Regions from separate parts of the Mus musculus genome. Here regions 1 and 2 are each linked to region 3. A link is a contact called in public HiChIP or PLAC-seq and promoter capture Hi-C data. All regions are on one chromosome and are shown on one strand. The core of a region is the stretch at or near the end of the contact, and the rest is flanking DNA. Distances in the headings are between cores, read along the strand shown. Region 1 holds the start of 1700019F05Rik (RIKEN cDNA 1700019F05 gene). Region 2 holds the start of Usp46os1 (a long non-coding RNA gene). Region 3 overlaps Scfd2 (Sec1 family domain containing 2).

Region 1 (3,585 bases), core at 875-3,374, 370 kb before region 3:
TATAGATGATGGTTAAACATTATAATGTACTAAAAAAAACCACAATAAATTGTCCACTTTAAATATCTGAATGCATGTTAAACAGTTTCAAAATACCGAATCTTTAATAGTATCAGATAATAAGGGGCCAGAGAGATGGATCCATAGTGTTTGCTATTCAAACACAAAGAACTTAGTTCAGAACTTTAGCACCCATGAAAAATCCAGGCATGGAAGCAAGTATCTTTAACTCCGAGGCTAGAGTGCGTCCTGGGACCTTGCTGGCCAGCCTGTCTCATTGAAGCAGAAAGCCCCAGGTTCAGTGAGAGGCCCTGTCTCAAAAACTAAGTTGGAGAGAGCTAGAGAGATGGCTCACTGGTTGAGAGAACTGGTTACTTTTGCAAAAGACCCAGGTTTAGTTCCTAGCACCTACGTGGAGACTCATAGTTGTCTGTAACTCCAATTCCAGGGGATCCAATTCCTTTTTCTGACTTCTGCAAGTTGTACACACACACATGGTACACAGACATACAATAGCATTACAGATAAAATAAGTCTTTTAAAAAATCTGACATTGACTTCTGGTCTACAACACACACACACACACACAAATATAAATATATAGTGATCAGTTTTCAGCAATCATCAAAACAGAATTTATGTTAATTTATTCCAACAACTCACTGTTGACTGAACCTAGTTCTTCTCATTATCTCAGTGAAATGAGTAGGTCTGACCTACCTCCACAGGCATTGAGCAGGACATACTTATGTTAACTCTGTCATGGCAAGAGCTTTCCTTACCTCTGAGCCTGACAACTCAAACCAAGAACCCAGTCTAAGAGGCAGAATGCTCACAACACTTCCTGGTCCCAGGGCTCTGCTTTGATCATGTTGATACTGGCTTTTGCTCATGGAATTCAGTGGTCAATTCAATGTCTGTCTTAATTAGGGTTTCATTTCTGTGAAGAGACACCATGACAACAAAAACTCTTATAAATGAAAACACATTTAATTGGGGCTGGCTTACAGTTTCAGTTGTTTAGTCCATTATCATCATGGCAGGAAGCCTGGCAGTGTGCAGACAGACATGGTGCTGGAGGAGCTGATAGTTCTACATCTTAATCAGAAGGCAGCAGGAGATGACTGTGTATGGCATGGGTGCAGCTTGAGCATAAGAAACCTCAATGCCCAGTTTATAGTGACTCACTTCTTCCAACAAGGCCACACCTCCCATTAGATCCACTCCCCATAGCCAATCATGCAAACACGTAAGTCTATGGGTGCTGTTCCTATTCAAACCACCACAGTGGCTAAGCTTTAAAGGGTGCTCCGTACTCTCAATCAGCATGAAAAAAGCAAGCAGTGTTTGTCTTCCACATCTTCCCAACATCTTAGCCTACAGAAAGCCCTTTATGTGAAGAGGGGACTGATGATTGTGGTTTCTATGGAGATCAAGTATACTTGACAAGCAGGTGACTACATCTTTGAGTCAAAGGCACTGTTTTCTCATCTGCAATATGACCTGGAGGACATGGCCCTGAAGATCTAGATCCCATCCTAGATTAGTCACCCTCCAATCTGTAGGAGCCATATCATGGCTGCCAGCACCAAATGCCACCATCTGTTACATAGAGGGACAAAGCCAGCAGCTCCTAATCTGTGTTTGCTTTTAACAATAAAATGTAACTCAGTGTGATGGTTTGTATATGCTGGACCCAGGGAGTGGCACTATTAGAGGGTGTGGCCTTTTTGAAGTCGGTGTGTCACTGTGGGTGTGGGCTTTATGACCCTCATTCTAGCTGCCTAGAAGTTACTCTTTCATTAGCAGCCTTCAGATGAAGATGTAGAACTCTCAGCTCTGCCTGCACCATGCCTGCCTGAATGCTGCCGTGCTCCTGCCTTGATGATAACAGACTGAACCTCTGAACCTGTAATCCAGACTCAATTAAACCTTGTCCTTTATAAGACTTGCCTTGTGTCTTGGTCATGGTGTCTGTTCACAACAGTGAAACCCTAACTAAGGCACTCAAGTAGGTTATGCAGTGACAGAGTCCCTCCCCCTCACCTAGGTGTTGATTCTAACAAACTGACTGATGCAGTTCTGGAAGCTGACAAGTCTCAACATTCCAACATCTGTTGTCAGCAAGCTGTAGACCTTAGAGAACTAACTGCATTTCCAATGCGAAGACCAAAGTCCCAAGAGCAGCATGAAGTTTTCATTCAATTCTGAAGGTGGCCAGGCAAGAGTGCCCTCTCTGTGTGTGTTTGACTGTGTTGGGGTGGAGGTGGGGCACGGGGGGCGGGGGAGGGAGCTCAGCCTTTTTCTTCTAGGTCTTTAATGAATTAGAGGAAAACCACCCACGTGGTGGATAGCAATCTGCTTAATTCATCTTATCAAACCAAATGGTCATTGCAACCAAACTATGCTACAGACAAATCCAAAATAATGCGTGACCAAGTAATTGCACACCCAGGGGCCAAGAGGTTGACATACAAGATTAATCATCACAGCCAGGGACGCTGAATTCAAGCAGTATCTTAGAGACAAGCCACATATGTAACGCAAATGAGAGAGAACTGTGCCAGCTGGAGTTGTGCTGGCTGACCATTACGAGATCTCCTTCCCAGACCAATGGGCATTCCAGAGACAGATGCAAAGTGACAGCAGGCCAGCCCCAGGCCCAAGGGAGCATGGCTGTCTAAACCATGCCCAGAAAGGGCGTGGTGGAGGCTCACTGCTCTCTCTGTCTTCGTACCCAAACTCTTGTCTCCTGGTGCCATTGTTATTTTTAGCATAAAGCCATTCTGAATATGCACCCTAGTAAGTGTATAGAGCCAAGTTCTGACCAAAGGCTTTAGAATAAATAAAGAGATAAATGCAATTCTAGACCCTGCCCTTATACTAAAAGGTACACATGCCTACATCTTGCTCAAGCACCCTACAATACAGACAAAAAGATGCATCATCTCAGGCCAGGTGCATGATGACATCATCGTATGGTTGGCAGGGCAAAAAAGAGAGATCCTAGGCTCTCAGTAATCTTGCAGAATATAGCTGTTATATTATTACAAACTTTTATGTGAGAGAAAAATCTAATCTCTCATCTATTGTTGACTGTGACATCTATGCATTTCATATATTGTTAACTTTGTGTCTGTTATATGGAGCTATAACCTAACAGAAAAGACATTCATCAGAATTTCTATGTGGGAGAATAATGGGCTAGTCAAACGGAGTGGCAAACACCTGTTAACACGTCACCATTACTCAACATTCAGTGTGACTATTCACTGCCCACACCATCTCCACTAAACATTTTCTTGAACCATATGTGTCTCTCTTGATCAATTGACAATTTAGTATTTTTAATAACTTTTTAAAAATTAACATTGTTCTTCATTCAGTATTAGTTCCTTCAAGACACAGGCCATTTCTGAGTTTCCCATTGTATTTGTCAGTTTAAGATGCTGATCGCTCTAAAAGACAAGATCTGACAATTTGGAGAACTCAAGCCACAAGCCCATCATCATCATCATCATCATCGGCTCCCCTCCCCCACATGCCCCGCCCCCTCTTCTTCCCTTTCCCTCTCTCCAGCAGAGT
Region 2 (3,528 bases), core at 184-2,683, 270 kb before region 3:
GTGCCTGTGTGTGTTTGTGCTTGTGTCTGTGCTTGTGTGTGTGTACTTGTATTTGTGCCTGTGTGTGTATGTACCTGTGTGTGTGCCTGGTGCCTGTGTGTGTGTGTGTGTGTGTGTGAGAGAGAGAGAGAGAGAGAGAGAGAGAGAGAGAGAGGGGGGGGGGAAAATAAAGGTCTATGAAGGGAGGAAGAACTTTAACAGAAAATGACGAGATCTTATGAAAGCAGGGGGCAGGACTGTTTGAAGAGAGACAGGAACCAAGGAAAGGAAGTAGATGAGAAGGCAGGGGAGTGAGGTGGGTAGGTAAGAACAAACTGAAATGTCTGAGAATGTCACAAGGAAGCACATCCTTTAGTACATTAACTAAAAGAATAAACTTAAAAAAATCTGCGAGTGTCAAACTCCAGGAAATGCCACATGTCAGTAATGACCAAAACTAAGACATGGGTCACAACACAGGAGAGAGATGAACATGGCATTCAGTAAGGTGACAATGAGTGTAAACTCAGGACAGAAATTGAGTTTCTCAAAACAGGTAGAAACCAGGTTCCTAAAGATCAGTTTGCACACAGAGACAGCTCTGAGGGGATTCAGAGGCCGCTTGGACACCTGGCTGACCTCCTGGCCTGAGAGGGTTTCAAGAGAGAGGAAGAAGAAAGTCCTTTTACACCTGAGCTCTGAGAGGTGAAGAGCCGCAGGAGAGCGAAAGAAAGGAGCTCCGGGGAAGAGAGACAGGGCTTCGAAGGACAATCAGGACAAACTACACACAGTCTGAGTCTTTGCCTGAGGCATCTCGGAGCTTTTCAAAGGAAAAGGGGGGAGGCACCCTCTTTCTTAGAATCCTCAGTCACAGGCGGCTCACCCTGCCTAGGACACAGTTCTGAGGTCTGACATAGGAGCTTTTGGATCAGAGAACAGTGTGGATTCATGGCTTCTATCCAGCTAATTTCTGAATTTTAATGTTATTTATACCATTTCTCTGGGACAAGAGTTTGGTGAGAATACACCAGACTCTGTCACCCGGGTCCCTCTCAAGGAGGAGAGTGTGTGCTTACTTCAGCACGAGTCCTTAACAGTCATTAAGATGGATGAAAGACAGAAAGCTCACATCATAAACCCTAATACAGAGGACGTTAAAGAGCTCCCAACTGAAAACCAAATAAGATGAATCCAACCCGAATTGAGTCAGGGAGACCAGCGTTGTGGTCATTCCATCTGCAGACTCAAAGACTTTATTTATTATTTATTTATTTACTTATTTATGTATTCCTTTATTTATTTGAGTCCTTAGTTATCATGAAACTCACTAAGTATACCAGGCTGGCCTTGAACTCAGAAAAGTTGGCCTGCCTCTACTTTCCAAGTGCTGAAATTTAATGTGTGCGGTATTACAACCACTTTAACCCAAAGATTTGGCAGGAAAAAACAAAACAAAACAAAACAAAACAGCTAATGGATCTGCTGGAGTTACCCACCCTGGGTCTGCTGCACTTTTGACAGAAGAGACGGAAGCTGCGGCCCCATCAGGAGTTCAATGGTGAGGGGCAGCCACTGGCTGATGTATGACATCATGACATATGATGTATGACTTTATGACATATGAGGGCAGGTGTAAGTGAGCCGGCCAAGACCTAATTTAGGGGTGATCTAAGTTGTGGAGTACTTATCAGGAGTACTGACTGGACTGGGCTGTCCATTCACACAGGAATCTGATGGATCTCAAAGTCCAGTTTGGGAGCTATGATGTTATCCCCATTGTCAACTTCACCGGATTTAGAGGTACCTAAGAAATATGCTTCTGGGGGTAGCTGTGGGTGCGTTTCCAGAGGGGGTAACGGGGAACGCATGGCCCACAATGAACGTTGACAGCATCATTCCATGTATTGGCGTGTAGGACTGAATACAAATGGGGCAGCAGGCAGGGTGGGGGAAGGATATGAGCTGTATGTGAACATTCACCTCGATGTTTTCTAACTGTGTGACCGACGGACTGCCCTGTGTTCCGGCCACCATGTCTTCTCTGCTGTGGTGGACTGTAACCTCAAACTGTGAGCCAAAACCACCCTTCTCCCTGTCAGCTGTCTCATCTGTCGGACATTTTATCACAGTGATGAGAAAGGTGACTAACACAAGACCAATTACACACTGCCCTTCCCCATCTTTGCCATGTCCAACCTCTGCCTTGCTTGCACTGTGGAAACTGAACCAACTTTCCCATTCCACCACGGAAACAGCAGTCCGTGATTCAGTTCTCCATGGCATATCTGGAGTCAGAACTAACCACTCAGCGCTTTATCCACCTGGCTTCAAGGCTACAGCTACCACAACCTTCCTTCTAACAACCAGGGATTCCCCATGAGGCAGAGGATGCTGCCAAACCTCCTCAAACCCCTACGTTTACCTCGTGAAGAAAGGCAACATCCTTCCCCCACAGGACAATGTTGGGATAACTTTCTCTTTTTCCAGTCAAGTGCACCAATACAGTCATAAACGCTAAGAAGACCCAAAGATGGTCTCTTTTTACAGGAGTATCACCCAGTCCCTTAACAAAACCAAGCTGAAGAATGAAGCCAGCCTGCAAAACACACTTCAAACCCTCCTTGTTTGCTCCATGCTGAGAGTGGAGAGGAAGGAACTGGGAAGTGGGAAGTGAGTGGAAGTCATACAGCCTACCACACCAAGAAGCTCTTCCAGCAAGATCCCATCTGCTGATTCTCACTGATGCAAACCAACAGAGCCTTGTTATGATACTGTAAAACGTGTTATGCTTCCGTAAGATGTCCACAGCTGTGGTATCTGTTCATTGGGGCAGCCCACCCAAAACACTGAGCCACATTAGCAACTTCACCTTCAGCCACTCTGTAGGGCAGTCTTGTCCCTAAGCTCTGGAGGTCATCTGTGTAGTCCCACTTGACCAGAAGTAGCCAGGTCTGTAGGCCTTGGAGCTTGGTGATTTGTGACATTCGTTCCTGTAGCCTTTGTCTAGGACAGGAAAACTATAAGCACTTATTTCCTTGTTGAAAGGGAGTGGGGATGGGGAATTTTGCCCTTGCAACAATTCCAAATATTTTCTTTCCTTTAAAAGGAAAGGATTTGAAGGATTTCTTTTCCTTTAAAAAGATTTATTTCACTATATATATGTGCCTATATATGGGTATGGAGGCCATAGGATTGGATCTCCCCCCCCGCAAAAAGAAAACCTGGAATTGCCTGACATGGGTGCTGAGAACTGAATTCAGGTTCTCTGGTCAAACACTGTGACCACATAATGACTGAGCCATCTCCCCAGCCTCTCTGCACACAGTTTCAATGTACTAAGTGAATATGTTCTATCTGCAGTAATCCTGGGCGCATGTTGTTAAACACTGGCTCATTACTGTCTCTTGACACTAATGAGGGACCTCTATAGAATATTAAAGCAATGCAGAGAAGGCAATTCCATCACTAGTTCTCAAAGCGTAGAAATGTTCATGCGCAAGGTTACCTCAGAGCAGTGGTTCTCAGCCTTCCTAATGCTGCGGTCCTTTA
Region 3 (3,412 bases), core at 349-2,848:
GACTATAGTTGAGTTTGTGTTCAAAGAAGATGCACTTACTAATTTATCTCACTGAACACTCATTTCAAATCCTGATATTTAAACTAAAATGTTTCAATAACAATTATTGTCTAGGCAACTGCTAGTTTCTCTGTGTGTAGAATTGCAAGGCCTACATAGAGGGTCTTTTCCTATCAATAACTTGTCAGTTTTAACATCAGTTTCTATATGTAAGACTGGAGACCCATTCAGATGATGAACATGTGACCTCTATTGACCAGGGGAAGCTAGTCACAAGTAGAGAGTGCCTCATCACTTGAGCCCCGCCTCTTAAACCGAGGGTTGCAGCCCCATGCGGGGCCTGTTCCTGAAGTGTGGGCTACAGGAAAGTTGGCAACAGGAAAAGGGGTTTAGAATGTACAAGAACCAAAAACGAGTTTAAACCCCAATGTATGAATCCTGGGTGTTTCTAACAGTGCTTTCTGGAGTTAGATTTCTAAGCCACTTCACTGTAGCCTTGGAACTGAATGCACAACACAGTTACCATGTGTGCCTTCACACTGCTCAAGGCCAGGAAGGAAAACATGGGGGAATAGTGGGCAGTCACAAAAGCAGGACTTACTCATGTTGTAGCCTGGCTCCCAAACAGGAAGTCAGTGATGCCACTCAGCCCGGTAGGGAATTAAGCCAAAGGTGCTTTGTGTCAGTTATCTTTATATTAAAACAAAAGGAGGGGATATATAATGATAGTACAACCACTACGAACTGGGGAATTTGAGTACAGGTAGATCTTTAAAAGTAACCTTTTCTGCTCCTCTATAAAATACCTACTTCAGTACCGGGCCAAGAACCCATCCTAGATAAGGGGGCTGGCTCTATGAGCAGTGCTCTGAAACCTCAAGGCGCATTTTAATTCCTTTTCAGGGAAGCAAAAAGTGTCCCATGGTGACTGACACTGGCTTCAAAACACAACTCCAGTGGGAATGCACTTGGACAGGCTCACAGATTTAAGTTTCTCTGAGACAAGGGTCCTTTGGGTGAGTGTACAAAGCCTAAAAGAGACCAAGCTGAGACAAAATGAACAGCAAAAGGTTTATAAAACAGGATTCCTGAGCAAGACCTGGTAATTCCTGCTGAGTCAGAGAGAGCCACGCCCAGCCATATGCAGTGCTTAACCCCAGAGTCTGAGTATTTAGTTTTGAATCTTCTTGGTTTTGTGGTCTGTCTTCAGTTTCCCCAAGCCGCTGTAAAACAATGAAGCTGGCTTTTGTACCTTCCCCAACAATGGTGAGAGTGGAAAATGATTCTGCTTACCTGCCCCTCTGTCCTTTATAAGTCAATGTGTTAAGCTGAATTCTGTAGCCTAGAGCACATTTTTTTTTAAATATAACTAAATAAAAAAGGCTATGGAGAGTTTTGAGACGACATGGGTATTTAAACACAGAACTTATTTAATTGGGATGTAATTAAGTCTCAGACCGTTTATGCTTTCCCATTTCTCTCGGGTCTTAGAGAGTATTGATCATAACACACTTATTTAATACTGTCTGACTGCGAGACTGTTCCCTGTAAAGGGGAGATCCTGGCCGAGCTGTCCTGGCTCTGGAAAGCTGGGCAAAGCATTCAGCATGCATTAGTGAAAACAGATGAGCATGCCCGGCATTCTTCAGAGGCCTGGACAGGGCCCTTCCTACGGCAGCACAATCATTTTGCTTATTTCCAATAAATATTTCTTTCATTTGGCATACAGCTTAGCACCATGTTTTATTAATTAGCCTTATGTTTCATCCTAAATACTAAAATAGAAGCCTCTCAAGTTCCTCAGGATCCGAGATGAATTCTCAGTGGCTTGCTAATGTCACCTTGGGGACTTTGGGGACTGGAGTGGTGATACTGGATGTGTGTCTAGTGGTATACAAAACCACCTTACAAAACAAGGTTTTATTAATAAATCACACCCCAAAGGTGTTTGCAAAACTTCCTTTAGAAGATTGCAAAACACCAGATGTAATTTTTTGTTGTTTTTATTGGTTTAAAAATTAGCTTAGAAACACAAATATTGAGTGTTTATGATTTTAGAAGACCAGAGAATCTGTCTGGAATTCTGGGTCAAAGACAGCACGCTTCAATCAAGTTAGGTTTAAAAATGTTTTTCCAAATTTGTAACAGATGTCGCCACAATGCCACTTATATTCGCCCCTGCCACAAAGAATCTCTCAGCACACCAGAGAATGTCCTTAGATAAGGAAAACAAGCAGGAAAGCTGGGGCTACTTAAAATGGTGCAGGAATTGCCCAGACATGACTTCTCCTATGACAGCAAGGGGATAGGAGTGACAGGCCACCCTCTACACACTCTGCTTTGCGGCAGGTGCACCCACTTTTGCCTGCATAAAAGGCAACACCCTACAGCCCCCCTTTTCCCTGGTGTTTAGAAAAGAAAATCCTGTCAGGTTTTCTTAAAGCTGTATAAGTCTTTGGAGAATTCCCCCACCCCACCCCCACCCCCAACTTCCTGCTTTGTGTCCCTGAGAGAATCTTATTCTGCAAACTTGCAGCTGACAATGAAGCATCAAGTTCAAGCCCTATGGTAAGAGATGAAGGATCTGCGTCCTCAGCCGTGCTACGGCGCTCTGTGTGCTGTGGGGATATGCACACCCCCTCATCCCACAAAAGGAGGATTTGTCAAGATGCACTGAGAAAAACGCCTAACTCGAAATCTAAAATGCCTAGCCTACAAGGAAGAATTTGTGATGGGAAGAGAAAACAAAAGTCTGAACCACGTGAAACGATACACGGGTCGTTTTAAGGTTTCTGGTGGGGATTTCATGCAGGAAATCCACCTAACACTATGAGAAGACGGGGCTCTGGACATGATGCTTTGTGATTCTCTGTCTAAAAACAGGTAGAGTTGGAGAGGACTTTGTGGTGAGCGATCACTGTTCTGTCCCCACTTACTGAGGCTGGCATTTTTTGAACAGAGTTGAACAAACTCTGACTTTCTGTTGGCCTTTCTTTCCCACAAGCATTTCTCCTCAGGATGTTTCTCCACACACACACAATGCTCTAACCGAGCTATGGAACAGGAAGTGTTTTTCTAGGTTCCATTTTGTTTTCTTATCCTTCTCTGGAGGTCTCTAGAGGACAGGTCCCTACCTAGTTTCTCTTTAAACAGGGTTTACGGAAAGGTTGGTTTACAGAGGACTGCTACCATCCACATATACCCTCCAAAGCCAGAATAACTGACAGGAGCATCAGTCATTGCATGACTCCAGGCTGTAGGATGTCATGGCGCCTGGAGACAGAGTACCATGCCTCCAGCTGAGGGAACAGAAAGAGAGAAACCACGATCTGGGCAAGGGGTGGCTCCTAAGACCCCTGCCAACGGACAATAGGGGAAGATACAGGTTGGAGGACCTGTTGAGACCAAGGAG

The links. Promoter capture Hi-C pulls out the DNA fragments that hold promoters and counts their contacts. HiChIP or PLAC-seq counts read pairs in DNA pulled down with a chosen protein or histone mark.
Region 1: a contact with region 3 is called in an H3K27ac HiChIP or PLAC-seq map of embryonic stem cells, with 6 times the contacts expected there. The contact joins the promoter of 1700019F05Rik here to the enhancer-like site in region 3. A contact is called at or near these places in 1 of 39 promoter capture datasets (the C10 cell line), 2 of 484 Hi-C or Micro-C datasets (cortical neurons and cranial neural crest), 6 of 115 datasets of contacts at active chromatin or transcription factors (double positive thymocytes, embryonic stem cells and vascular smooth muscle cells) and 1 of 9 other capture datasets (adipose tissue).
Region 2: a promoter capture Hi-C map of embryonic stem cells shows a contact between it and region 3, with 6 times the contacts expected there. The contact joins the promoter of Usp46os1 here to the enhancer-like site in region 3. A contact is called at or near these places in 17 of 39 promoter capture datasets (the 3T3-L1 cell line, 3T3-L1-derived adipocytes, the C10 cell line and 11 more), 29 of 484 Hi-C or Micro-C datasets (CD4 T cells, CD8 T cells, the G1E-ER4 cell line and 16 more), 5 of 115 datasets of contacts at active chromatin or transcription factors (embryonic stem cells, extraembryonic endoderm stem cells, kidney and 1 more) and 2 of 9 other capture datasets (adipose tissue and liver).

Annotation. Positions count from the first base shown.
Region 1 is chr5:73,910,765-73,914,349 of GRCm38.p6, forward strand. 1700019F05Rik (RIKEN cDNA 1700019F05 gene) reads left to right here and starts at 2,125. Exons shown (of 2, transcript NR_166206.1): 1 at 2,125-2,213.
Region 2 is chr5:74,012,560-74,016,087 of GRCm38.p6, forward strand. It overlaps Usp46os1 (a long non-coding RNA gene), which reads left to right and starts at 1,434. Exons shown (of 2, transcript XR_377030.4): 1 at 1,434-1,779; 2 at 2,527-2,776. The region is part of intron 5 of Usp46 (ubiquitin specific peptidase 46); the gene reads right to left.
Region 3 is chr5:74,284,348-74,287,759 of GRCm38.p6, forward strand. All of the region lies in intron 5 of Scfd2 (Sec1 family domain containing 2), which reads right to left. Among named protein-coding and RNA genes, the nearest start is that of Gm32064, 31 kb to the right of the region's middle. Within about 2 kb of position 1,599, at least 57 of the 459 cell types and tissues checked have an H3K27ac peak or open chromatin away from gene starts, as enhancers often do. A contact at or near this core is called in 3T3-L1-derived adipocytes, CD8 T cells, the G1E-ER4 cell line and 5 more, where this site is marked.